3 separate regions of the Mus musculus genome follow, and all the other regions are linked to region 1. The links are chromatin contacts, called in public Micro-C maps. All regions are on one chromosome and are shown on one strand. Each heading gives the region's core, a stretch centred on a gene start, on an enhancer-like site or on the middle of the called end of the contact. The rest is flanking DNA. Distances are from core to core; before and after follow the strand shown.

Region 1 (3,716 bases), core at 843-3,342:
ATAGAGCAGCTGATCAGTGCAAGAAATTCTCCTTGAGAGATTCTCACAATGCTCAGAATTGCTGGTATTTTTGACTGAGGAAAGATCTGGATATCACAATGTATTAAGGTGGCCAGGTAGTGACTAACAGCACTCCTCCCAAGTCCCAAGGTTTCTATAGCAGAGAGAACAATGTACTGGACAAAGTGGTTCCCAACAGTGATATAACGGTAGATGAGTTACATAAGTCACCTAAGAGCTTGTGCTTTTCCTCAGTAGATTCCGGACTCAACCATCTTCATTATTTCCCTTTGCTTTTTCTAATCGCATTACAGTTTAAGGTATTAATTTTCTATTGATTTCTAAGTATCAGAATAGGTTGAAAGTGCTTCAGTGGTTTAAAAAAAAAAACACAAAAATGACACAGCCGTGTTTCCAAGCCAGCTATCTACCCACTCAGTGTTCCAGACAGAGACTCCATGTCGCCTCTTCTAGGACTGCCTGTTTCAGTTAGTGAGCCTCCTTGACGGGAATTAGAAAGGTTCATCACCTCCTTGTCCCCACAGGCACTTGCCTCTGTCTATTCTGGCTTTCCTCAATTGCCTTTACCTCAAATCTAATGAAGGCCAGATCTCATACTTTGTCTGCCTCCTGGTATTTTCCTTCTCCTCTGTTCAGGCCACTACAGCTAAGTCTGACCTGCAGCACCTGCCTCTTCTCCACGCAGTTCCTGCTTCTCGTCTTCCTATCTTCTGTATCACCTCACCACAGCTGACAAATCAACCTTACAGGAAAGCAGTGATCATGTGGCTCCTCCGTTCAGTACTACTTAAAACTCTCTTTTGATGTAGGAAGAGGAAGCCACAGTCCATGTCTTCCATGGCCCTTTGGACCTAGCCACATCCATGCAACTCAATGTCAGGTCCCTCTGTTTCCTCTCACACCTTACTCACTGGCTTCCAGTGTATGCTTAGAGCATGGCCATCATGACTTCATGACTTATGCCTGTAATGCCTCTCAGTCTGTGTGTCTGCGTTTTCAAACTGTATCTTCTACAAGTTCAGGCTAAAGTGTCCAGAGTCCCCTCAACCTTCCCCGACCAACATGGACAAAGGGGATCTTCCACTCATAACTTACTCTGAAGACATTCTTCTTTCATAAGCACTCTGGTAGTTCACTCCACCTGATCTGGGGCCACACCCAACACAAGACCTCTTCCACTGAGCTTTCCCGGGGTCTAAGCTATTTGACCGTCCCTGCCTCAATCTACAGGGACCTATGATTCTCCAGAACCAAAGCATACAACACAAAACCTAAAACTTGGGAGCGGGAAGGCAGTCACATGTCTATCCTCTCAGCCTTGCATGATAGACAGGGAACTTTGCCAATGACAATAGGGCTCCCCCGCCACATTTCAACAGGAGCCTAACACTCCCACTCATTCCTGAACTCCTTCCATTTTTTTTCTAATCTGACGGCATAAGTCCAAGGGTCACAGGCTGTACCTTCAGCGACATCAGACAATCGGAGAGGGATAGGGCTGCTGAAGGCCATTATTACCAGTTAGGCTTTTCCTGTCCAGAAAGGACTGGGACATATACACTGGCCAGGTGTAAACCCCGCCAAAGACCAGCGTGGGGGAGGCGGGGCCGATAGGCGAAAGAGTCCCAGGAGTTCTGCCCTGTTGAATCCCCGCTTCAAACTTTTCTCTCGCTCAGCGCGACACCTGGCATCCGCTGGCCCCTGTGGCTCTGGAGCCCGCGGGCGAGCATCTAGTTACACGCAGCAGCGGCGGGCGCCGTCAGGACCAGGTTGAGCACCATTCGAGAACGAGGATGCCACGGCCGGTGCTGATGCTGCCGGGCAGCGGCCACTCCCCACCCCGGGGCTGCGCGTCTCAGGCTCGGCCAGAGGCTGGGCCGCTACTCACCCGGAGGGTTGACGGCGGCCGGGGTTGCCATCTTGCCGGGAAGGGACCGGAGCGCCGGGCGGGGGCGGGGGCGGGGACGGGGACCCGGCGCGGGCCAGCGCCGCCGCGGCCGCGCCACACAAAGGAAGGTGCGGGCGGTGCTCCCCGCGCTCCCGCGCTCTCAGAGCGCCCCGCGCTCCTGCCCGCGCTGCTCCCCGCGCCCCGCGCGCTCCCCGTTCCTCTGCGCGCACCCGCGCTCCTCCTTTCCCGGGCCTCCTCCGGGTTCAGCCTTTGTGGTGCGGCTGGGGTGCCGGGCCCGCGGCTCCCGGGTCCGAGCCGTAGCACCGCGAGACTTGGGGCAGCGGGCAGCGGGCAGCGGGACCCTCCTCGGGTCCGCGCAGGTGCCCAGGTTAGAGGCCTCGGCGCACTCCCTATCCGCCCTAGTAGGGTCCCCAGGTATCAGGGACACATCGCCGAGAGGCGCTGTCCCCTCGCGGAGGAGCGGGTGAGCAAAGGACCCATTTGGATGCAGAGGACAACCGGCCTAAGAAACAAAGGCGTCCCAGTGCAACCACTTAGCATGCCAGGGCCGCGCCACTGAGCTCCCGGGCACCCTGGCTAGGGCTGCAGAAGAGGGCCTAAGGGGAGGCACCCAGAAATGCCCAAGGCCACCGTCCCTCCAAGGCACTGGCACACAGCTCCAGCACAGAGTTTGGCTCAGGAATGGAGAGAAGCCAGGGAGGTTTTGAGGACAGTGTCTAGCTCTGCCTTCTTGAGGACATGGCCACTGTCAGCATTTATTAGAGTCCTCTCGAGGGCCTTATTCACACCTCCATACTGAGGTTTTAAGAAGATTTCTAATGGTTTCATCTGCGTATGCTGGTAAAATAAGAGCACGGGATACTTGAAGAGTGGTTTTTCCAGGCAGCCACTGGGATTCCTGGAGGTGATATTCCACAGTAGATGCCCTGATTAGGTGAGATTGGAAGGCTGGTCACACCCCAGGCCAGAATTAAAGGCACTGTGCCTTCTAACACTGATAACATCTGCAAAAAATACCACACTATTTCCAAAGAAGCATGCATGAAATAGGATAGGGAAATGATGATTGGAGTATGTTTTTAAACCATCATTGTCTTTGGAAAAGCGTTTGTCTCTACTGCCCTAATAATAAATCAATTGGACAAACACTGAAAATTCTGAATTCCCGGCACAGACCTGGGTGTTGAGCATACAGGATTGACCTCCTTCAGGGCTGCAGGGCTTCCTGGATAGGAGAGAGCTGGAAGGAAGGACACAAGAGACCACCTGAGTTGGGGCAGCCGCTCTTTGAAGCTTAAACAGAGCCCCTGAAATGTGGTCACTGCTGAGCAAAAGGGACAGAAAGAAGATGACATTGAAAGTCACCTTTGAAGAAATGACTAGAATACAGGGAAGACATTTCAAAGGAAAAAATACACACTGTGCATTTACTTAAGGGGCAGGGGTGGCGGGTGGGTGGGGAGGGGAGGCCCAGACAGAAATGAGGAGAGATGTAGGTTGGAATTTGAAACTCAGCAGGTGTCTAAGTAGAAGGGTCCTGATGTCCAGCCACAAACCAAGTGAGACTCGGTCTCTCTTCTATAGTCCCCCAAATACAACACTCTCAAGCATCCATTACACATATACACACATATATTCTTGTTTGAGATGGAGGATCTCATTACATAGGTTAGGCCAGCCTTGAACTTGTAAGATTCTCCTGCCTTTGCTTCCTGAGTGCTTGGATACAAGTGTGCAGCACCACACCCAATCTCTGAAGTTTCTCAAGGGGAGGAAATACAGCCAT
Region 2 (3,716 bases), core at 590-3,089, 280 kb after region 1:
CTCAAAAGTGGCGGAGGGTCACGTGGGTCCTAATGTTTCCCTTAAAGGATCTGCTCTCTGACACTCTCCCTCCAACAAAGCCTGTGCCAACTAGGCAGACAAAGCTTACTCCAAGTTTCTTTTGCAAGACGGACGGTTTTAAGGCAAAGAAGACTCCTCAATAACCTGCCAGAGACTGCAGGGAGGGGAGGAGTGGTGGAGAACAGACAGGGTGGCTTCACAAAACATGGAGTTTTCTCCCACTTGCTGGTTTTGCCCTGAGAAGTACCAAAGGGTGCCAAACTTTCCACAGCCGGTTTGAAGGGATTCGGTGTAGAGATTAACAGAAATCTTAGTTCCTCATGCAAACATAGCAACTAGGAACCAGTCACAAGAACAGTGAGTCTTCCTGATTAAAGGAAGGAAGCAGAATCGTAACGTTTTCATCTCTATTTTATTACTGATTGCCTACAACTTTCTACCACGATCTACAGTATTTACTTTTCGACAGGCAACTTGGGCAACAACAGCTGCAAGAAGAAAAGTTCCCAGAGTACACTTGTTAGAAGCAAAACAAGAAACACCATCGAAACACTGGGGTGAAGGGAGGAACACAGCATTAAGAAACAATGAAATGGATGAACCACAACCATACACTATCTGTCCAAAGTTCAAAGGGCAAGGAACCTAAAGTGACACTGTTTGAAGAGATTAGTGTGTGACAAAACTAATTTTTAAAAGGCTAGAGAATGAGCAAATCCACCGAGTCTAGAATGTTTATTTACCTCAGTAAGAAACAGTAAACTGGGTTAGGCCAGATAAGAAACTCGTGAACACATACAAGTTTGAGTAATGTTCTAGTTCTGGCTCTGGAGTGAGGAGTCTGAAAGTTTATGTTTTCTCTCTTTATAGTACATTGTGTTGTGTATTCTCCCAGGACTGACCATTACTTTAAAAACTTTGTGATATAACTCATATTGTGAGTTTTGACATTAACACAGGAAAGTATGGCTGCAGTCAAAACAGCAATCAAGCCTGAAATTTTCCTATCTGTGCCTATTACCCCTCTTACATGTTTGTCTCCCCGCCCCACCCCACCCCCACCCCGAGACAGGGTTTCTCTGTGTAGCCCTGGCTGTCCTGGAACTCACTGTGTAGAACAGGCTGGAATCCGCCTGCCTCTGCCTCCCAAGTGCTGGGATTAAAGGCGTGCGCCACCACGCCCGGCTTACGTGTTTTTTAAATGTTAAAAAAAAAAAAAAAAAAAGGAAAAAGGAAAAATTAAGACAATGTCTTTTCTCCATTTAAATGTTCATGGTTTACCAAAAAATTGTCCCCGCAGGCCTGGAAATAATACATAAAACAGCAATTGCCATAAAATACTTCATAAATAATCTCAAAAGCCTACGTGGCATTTTAATTAGGAAAAGGATAAATTTCGAATATAGTTTGAAAGTGACGTTTAATTTCGGTTTTCGGAACCACTAGGTGCTGACTACCAAGCTAGTTAGCATGCACGGCTTGGAGGTGACCCCAAGGCCCCAGTTCCCACAAACGCCTGACAATTCTGGATGATGATGGCAAATCACTGAGTTCTGATAGAGTTAGATTGACTTCAGACGCCACACTCCGTGTAGCTTGTTTACGCATCCAACAGTGAGAAACTTGAAAACGCTCTCAGAGGAGCAGAGAGCTTGGAATCCCGGAGACTCCCTCTGAGCCTTCTCTAGCCTCAGCCTACCAAAGGGACGTGAGGACGCTGCCCGGCGTGCGGCAGCTGCTCCGGACTGGCCCCAGGCGCGCCCACCCCGACCCCGAGCTCAGCGCGCGCCCGGGGAGCCCGGGACCGCGCCCCACCGGGACCGCGCCCTCCGCTCGCCACTGCGAGGCCACCTGCTGCGCCGCCCGCCGCTTCCGGCTCCCAGGCCGCCCGGAGGCTGCGCCCACCGCTGCCCGCACTCCTCACCTGGCGGCGGCCCTCTCCGCCGGACGCGCTGCCGCCGCCGCCTCTCGCCGCCGCTGAGAGTGAGGACAGGTGAGGCCGCCAAACCCCCACTCGCTCCCGGCCCGCCGCCGCCGGCCCTCCGTCCGCTGTTTATTAAACTTTTCTGTTTGGCTGCTCGGCCTGTGACGCGGCCTCAAGGGAGCGCCCGCGATTGGCTCTCAACGCGCGCTGACGCGGCAGTCCCAGCCCGCTGCCTAATTATGACCGGCCCGGGCGGGGCCGCGGGCCGGAGGCGGCGTGGGGGCGGGGCCGGATCTCGGAGAGTGCTATTATTGGTCAAGGCATTTGAGGGGCGTGGCACAGAGGCGCTGCTTTTCTCTCGGCCACGCCCCTGCCTCGGCCAGGTCAGCGGGCTAGGTTAGCTTTTTGATGTTGCCTCAGGAGCAAGAGGGCTCTGGTGCAGACTTGGGGGACGGCGAGGGGATGGGGTGTCTGATGACGTAGCTCCGGGCTCTGCATCCTCCCAGGGATAGACTACCCTTGTCTAGAGCTGGTGTTCCACCTGCGTAGTTTGAGAGACGACATAGATTGAGATTCTGTTGCCCAGGCCCCTAGAAGACCAGGAGGGCCAGCCCAAAGTGCCAGGTCTGAACTCTGCCCTGTCCTGAACCACGATTTACAGAGAGCGAGACCTGAGGCGTGTGTGCTCGCTTGTGTAATACACACCTACACGCCTGGACTCGGGAAGCCCCCTGGACCTTCTCGCGGAAGCGGTAGATTCTAGTCCAGCAGCCCTGCACAGGTTGTGCGGGAGAAGTGGGGGACAGCTCTCCTGAGATTTCCCCAGCCCAAACAGGATTGCCTAGAGTCCTGTCTTTATTTGAAATTATGTTATTTTGTTAGTCTTGGGGTTGTGCCTTTTGGTGTTTTACAATGTTTATCTTTGTCACTGTGCTCTCTTTACCTATTTCCCTGAAATTTCTGCCCTATTTTTACAGTAATAGGGGCTCATGGTCACAAGGTTGAGATACGGCTAACCATGTGTGGTTTGGGCTGCTTTCTGTAATCCTGTAGAATAAGGAGGAGACAGAATAGAGGACATGGTGGAGGTCAGGTAGAATTCTTTGAAGAAAAGGTGGCATTTGAAAAATTCTTATGACTTCATGGAAAACGAAAGGAAGTGTTCCTGAAGAGGGCTTGGGAGAAACACACAATGCTCTTGTGAGGTGACAGACAAGTTTCTGGGGCAGGATATTCTAAAATAAATCACCAAAGCTAAGCCTGGCCAGCCACCGTGGCCCAGGCCTTTATACTTTCAGCATGGAGAGGCAAAGAAAAATATACCTCTGTGAGTACTAGGTCAGCCTGGTGGATATAGCAAGTTCCAGGGTGACCAGAGCTAAGTAGTGAAACCCAGGGCCAAATAAAATAAAGCTAAGCCTGCTGTTCGAAACCAGAGCAGAACAGAAGGTCCCTACCCAGGGCCTAAGGGTGTTTTTGAGGCACATTCAACCCATTCAAAATTTATATTTAAGGTTGGAGTAATGATTCAGCAGTTAAGAGCACTTACTGCTCTTGTAGTGGTCTTAGGTTGGGTTCCCAGCATCTGCGTGGTGGCTCACAACTGTCAAAACACTCATACACTTGAAAATAAATCTTTAAAGCCAGGTGTGGAGACTCACACCTTTAAACTCAATACTAGGGAGGCAGAGGCAGGTTGATCTCTGTGAGTTCAAGGCCCATCTGATCTACATAGTGAGTTTCCAGACAGGCAAGGCTATGTACAAAACCA
Region 3 (3,716 bases), core at 388-2,887, 260 kb before region 1:
GAGGAGCCCTCCAAGACCTCAGAAGAATGTGAGCAAGCATCTTAGAGTGAATACTAAGTACTTCTCTGTTATACAAGCCATTTCTCAAGAAGCATAAGGGATAACTTATGAACATATGTGCAACACATATGGAAATAAAGTCATTATTACTGGCCATGTACTTAGCTTAGCAAATAGACGTTTCATAAAAACGATACAAAGGTCTCTAAAAAGAACAGTGCCTACTGTCATTCTGGGGACTTATTCCTCTAACGAAATCCAAGCTCATTACACACAGGACCTCAGGTACGGTTGCCACCTGTGCTATGGGGATTGCATGGGAAGGTCACAAGCACCAAAACTGGTCAGGTCACTTGACTTTCCCGCAAACCAAATGTCTAAGTTCAGAGTAAAACTTAAGTTAGTTCCCCCCCCCCCCAACCTGGTCTGTCCTCAGAATATAACAATTTGTGCTTAGCATATAAAAGACCCTGAATAAATACTTTCCAGTTTTATGAACGCTAACTCAAGGTCAAGAGATTTCCTCACGCCTATAACACTCTGCGCTACTGGTGGTGTTTAGGGAAGGTTCTTCAGCTAACTTCCTGATCTCCCAGTGCCACATACTCTGCGGGACCAGGAGGCAAAGTCCTCCCCACACCCGACCCGACCCAGCCTTAAGGGCTGCACAGGCATCGCCCCAGGGACACTTTCTACTTGGAAAGTCTTTTAGAGGTCATCGTCTCTCCCCAGCTGTCAAGGGCTCTGAAAACCCCAAGGTCACTTCTACCAGACCTTCGGGGTCTGCGCGTAGCTCAAGACACAACTCAAGCCCAACCAAGTTGGTTTGGCCGGTACATTGGCATCCCCCACAGCGGCCACGTGCGTTTAACCGGAGCCACAAAGACTCCAGGCCGCGCGGGCCAGTGAAAAGCAGGCAGGACCCTTTAAGTCTGAGCTCTCCATCCCCGAGGGCTGTTGCAATCTCGAGCGAATGCAACAATCCGGGAGCACAAGCCCGCACCCCAACCGTGGCTCGGGGCTCACCGGGTGCGCAGTGCCTGCCACGCGGCGTCGATGTCAGCGTAGAGATTCTTTTCGGAGGGCTTGCCGGAGCTCACACCATAGCCCGAGTAGTCGTAAGAGAAGATGTTGCAGTTGATGCGCGAGCCCAGGCCGATGTAGAAGCTACACATCTGGCCCAAGTCCACGGCGTTGCCGTGCGAGAAGAGCAGCGTGTAGCGGCTGGAGGGCGCGCAGCGCACGAACATGCAGCCCAGCCGGTTGTCGCGGGCCGTGCGCGAGAAGAAGACCTCGACGGCGTCCAGTTCGCGCTGCGAGTACTGCCAGTCGGCGCGCTCGCTCAGGTGCAGGCTGCACGCGCCGGGGCCCGCACCCTCCTCGGCCGGAGCGGGCTGCGCCGCCGGGGCGGGCGCGGGGGTCGCCGCGGGAGCGGGCGCGCGCTGCTCGGGCGCCAGCACCGTGTAGGTGGGTTCGGGCGGCAGGAAGGCCAGCTTGGCGGCGATGCGGCTCGGACAAGGAGGGCAGCAGAAGAGCCAGCACAGCTCGCCGAGCGAGAAGCCGTTCATCCTGGGGCCGGGCTCGGGCATCGGGGCGGCCTGGCGCCCGCCGCGGGCGGGAGGGAAGCGCAGGGAGCGCAGAGGGAGAGCGCCGAGAACTGGAGGCCGGCCGAGAAGGCGGAGAGGCCAGGGGCGGGGCCAGGCGGGCGCGGCGCGGCGAGCGGGGCGGGTCAGCGGCAGCCCCGCAGCCCCGGCGAGGTGCGGACGGCCGGGGCTCGCGCGCGGCACACAAAGCCCGCGGCGGCGGCGGCCATGGCCCGCTCCAGCGCGCCGCCCCGCCCCCGCACGCTACTGCCACTTCCGGGTTACCGCGCCGCGCGCCCCCACAGGCGGGCGGGGCTACCCATCGGAACGGACGCCCCAGTCTGAAGCAGGACTCCCCGGGCTGGGCGGGGCTCCCGCCTCTTGGGCGGGAGTTAGCGCATCTGGGCGGGGCTACTCGTTAGAACAAACTCCCCGGTCCGAAGCGAGGCTCTGGAGTCTGGGGCGGGGCTTAGCGCGATTGGGGCGGGGGTCTGAAGAGATTAGAGCGGTTGGGACAATCCTGGATTGAAAAGGTAGGTGTGCAGATACTTTAGGATTCAGTTCTCCAAAACCAGCTTTCTGTCCTGGTGGAGTTATTGGGAATTTATGTAAAAGATAATTATTGAGAAAGAGAATTGAGTACATTAAAAATGCCTTGCTTTCCTCTAATCAATGCTATTTTTTTCTCTTTTGGTTGTTTGAGACAGTTTAGCCTACACTGGTTTAGAACTCACATGCTTCTAGCCTCTACCACCACTTGCTGAGATTCAAGACTTCTTGAACAGCCACTACCATAAATGCTCTGGTCCATCTCGTACGTGTTCCCGTGTTGCAGGCGGCTGTTGGGTATGTACAGCTACGCAGGTCTTTCTGTAATAACAATTACAGCAGAGCCTGTTGGTTTTACAACAAATGGTGTCAACACGGTCCTCTCTCACCCCCATCCCTTACATCATCCCCTGTGGTGCCAACTGGATACTCCATATCTGTCCTTTTTGATGTTAGTTTCTCTAGAACTGTTTTGGCGCCAGACTTTTTAATCATGAAAGACATGTTACAACGATTTTAATCCACTATTGTCTTGGCTATAGGCTTTAAGTGATTTTCCAAATATAACTCTCAGGGCTTCTGAAACCGTGTGAACCCTGGTGTCCGGTTGGCAGAGCCTCTCCTCTGGACTTTGGCACCAGGCTTTCCTTTCAGGGGTAGGAGGTCATTTTAGGCTACCTGCAATGAATACAACCAGAGCCCCAGTGGGCAGTCACCATTCCAGACCTCATAAATGTCCCAAGAAGGATTACAACATTTTTTAAACAAAAAGAATTTTGAGCATCCTAATATAAATTGATTTACCAGTACCACTTTAAGTAGTAACCTTGTGGACTGAGTTTTCAAAGGCCGTATCTTCACTGAATCCCCAAAAGCCTGCCCACAACGCCTCTCCAAGTCTGTTTTAAAGTTAGATGGGCAAAGCTGCTCTTCCCTAGCCAGGCTTTAGTGACTGACCCCAAGTTTTTCCCAAAGACTCTGGGAGTTGTTTCATGTTAATATTTTGCCTGCTTGTTTCCCGTATTAAGTCAACGTGTGTCGTGTTTTTCAAGCAATACCTACTGGGTCAGTCGCCAGAACTGCAAAAGATAGGACCATCTCTGCCATAGTCAGTCAAGACACTCTAAGAAGACCGAAAACAGTTTTGCATGTGAATTAAACAAGCCACCAACTCAAAAATGGTGGCGGGGATCAGAAGTTCAAGGTCATTCCCAACTTTATAGTGAGCTGATGCCAAACTGGGCAATGAGACCATGTCTCAATTAAATAAGCAAACAATCAAATCAGCTATTTGTGAACATTTAAATATTATTATTATTATTATTACATGTGTTTTGGGGGTGGGCATAGGTAGCCTTAGGCAATGGTCTCGGGTCCCCACTTGGTGGTATTTCTGTGAGGAACATAAGCTAGTACATTTCACTTTAGTGCAGAGTGAAAATAGAGGACGCTGAGTACCGAACTGAAGTGAGAAGCATCTACTCTCGTCTCAGTCAGTCTTCCTCCAGCACCGTTCCTCCCACCTGACAGAATGCAATAGCATGCAGTTCATGAGCAGACAGCTAATGATGCCTAAGTCCACAT

The links. Hi-C and Micro-C count contacts between places; a contact is called where the count stands out from the background.
Region 2: a Micro-C map of embryonic stem cells shows a contact between it and region 1, with 4 times the contacts expected there. The contact joins the promoter of 2610206C17Rik here to the promoter of Arnt2 in region 1. A contact is called at or near these places in 3 of 39 promoter capture datasets (cranial neural crest, frontonasal cranial neural crest and maxillary cranial neural crest), 2 of 484 Hi-C or Micro-C datasets (both in embryonic stem cells) and 1 of 115 datasets of contacts at active chromatin or transcription factors (astrocytes).
Region 3: a Micro-C map of embryonic stem cells shows a contact between it and region 1, with 4 times the contacts expected there. The contact joins the promoter of Abhd17c here to the promoter of Arnt2 in region 1. A contact is called at or near these places in 2 of 39 promoter capture datasets (both in embryonic stem cells) and 2 of 484 Hi-C or Micro-C datasets (both in embryonic stem cells).

Annotation. Positions count from the first base shown.
Region 1 is chr7:84,407,946-84,411,661 of GRCm38.p6, forward strand. Arnt2 (aryl hydrocarbon receptor nuclear translocator 2) reads right to left here and starts at 2,093. Exons shown (of 19, transcript NM_007488.3): 1 at 1,910-2,093. The coding sequence starts at 1,940.
Region 2 is chr7:84,687,801-84,691,516 of GRCm38.p6, forward strand. 2610206C17Rik (RIKEN cDNA 2610206C17 gene) reads left to right here and starts at 1,840. Exons shown (of 5, transcript NR_038175.1): 1 at 1,840-2,014. Zfand6 (zinc finger, AN1-type domain 6) reads right to left here and starts at 2,157. Exons shown (of 7, transcript NM_001360578.1): 1 at 1,946-2,157.
Region 3 is chr7:84,150,256-84,153,971 of GRCm38.p6, forward strand. It overlaps Abhd17c (abhydrolase domain containing 17C), which reads right to left and starts at 1,638. Exons shown (of 3, transcript NM_133722.2): 1 at 1,027-1,638. The coding sequence starts at 1,589. LOC117997403 (a long non-coding RNA gene) reads left to right here and starts at 1,885. Exons shown (of 3, transcript NR_169136.1): 1 at 1,885-2,116; 2 at 2,291-2,429. Gm39044 (a long non-coding RNA gene) reads right to left here. Exons shown (of 3, transcript XR_869770.2): 3 at 3,431-3,716.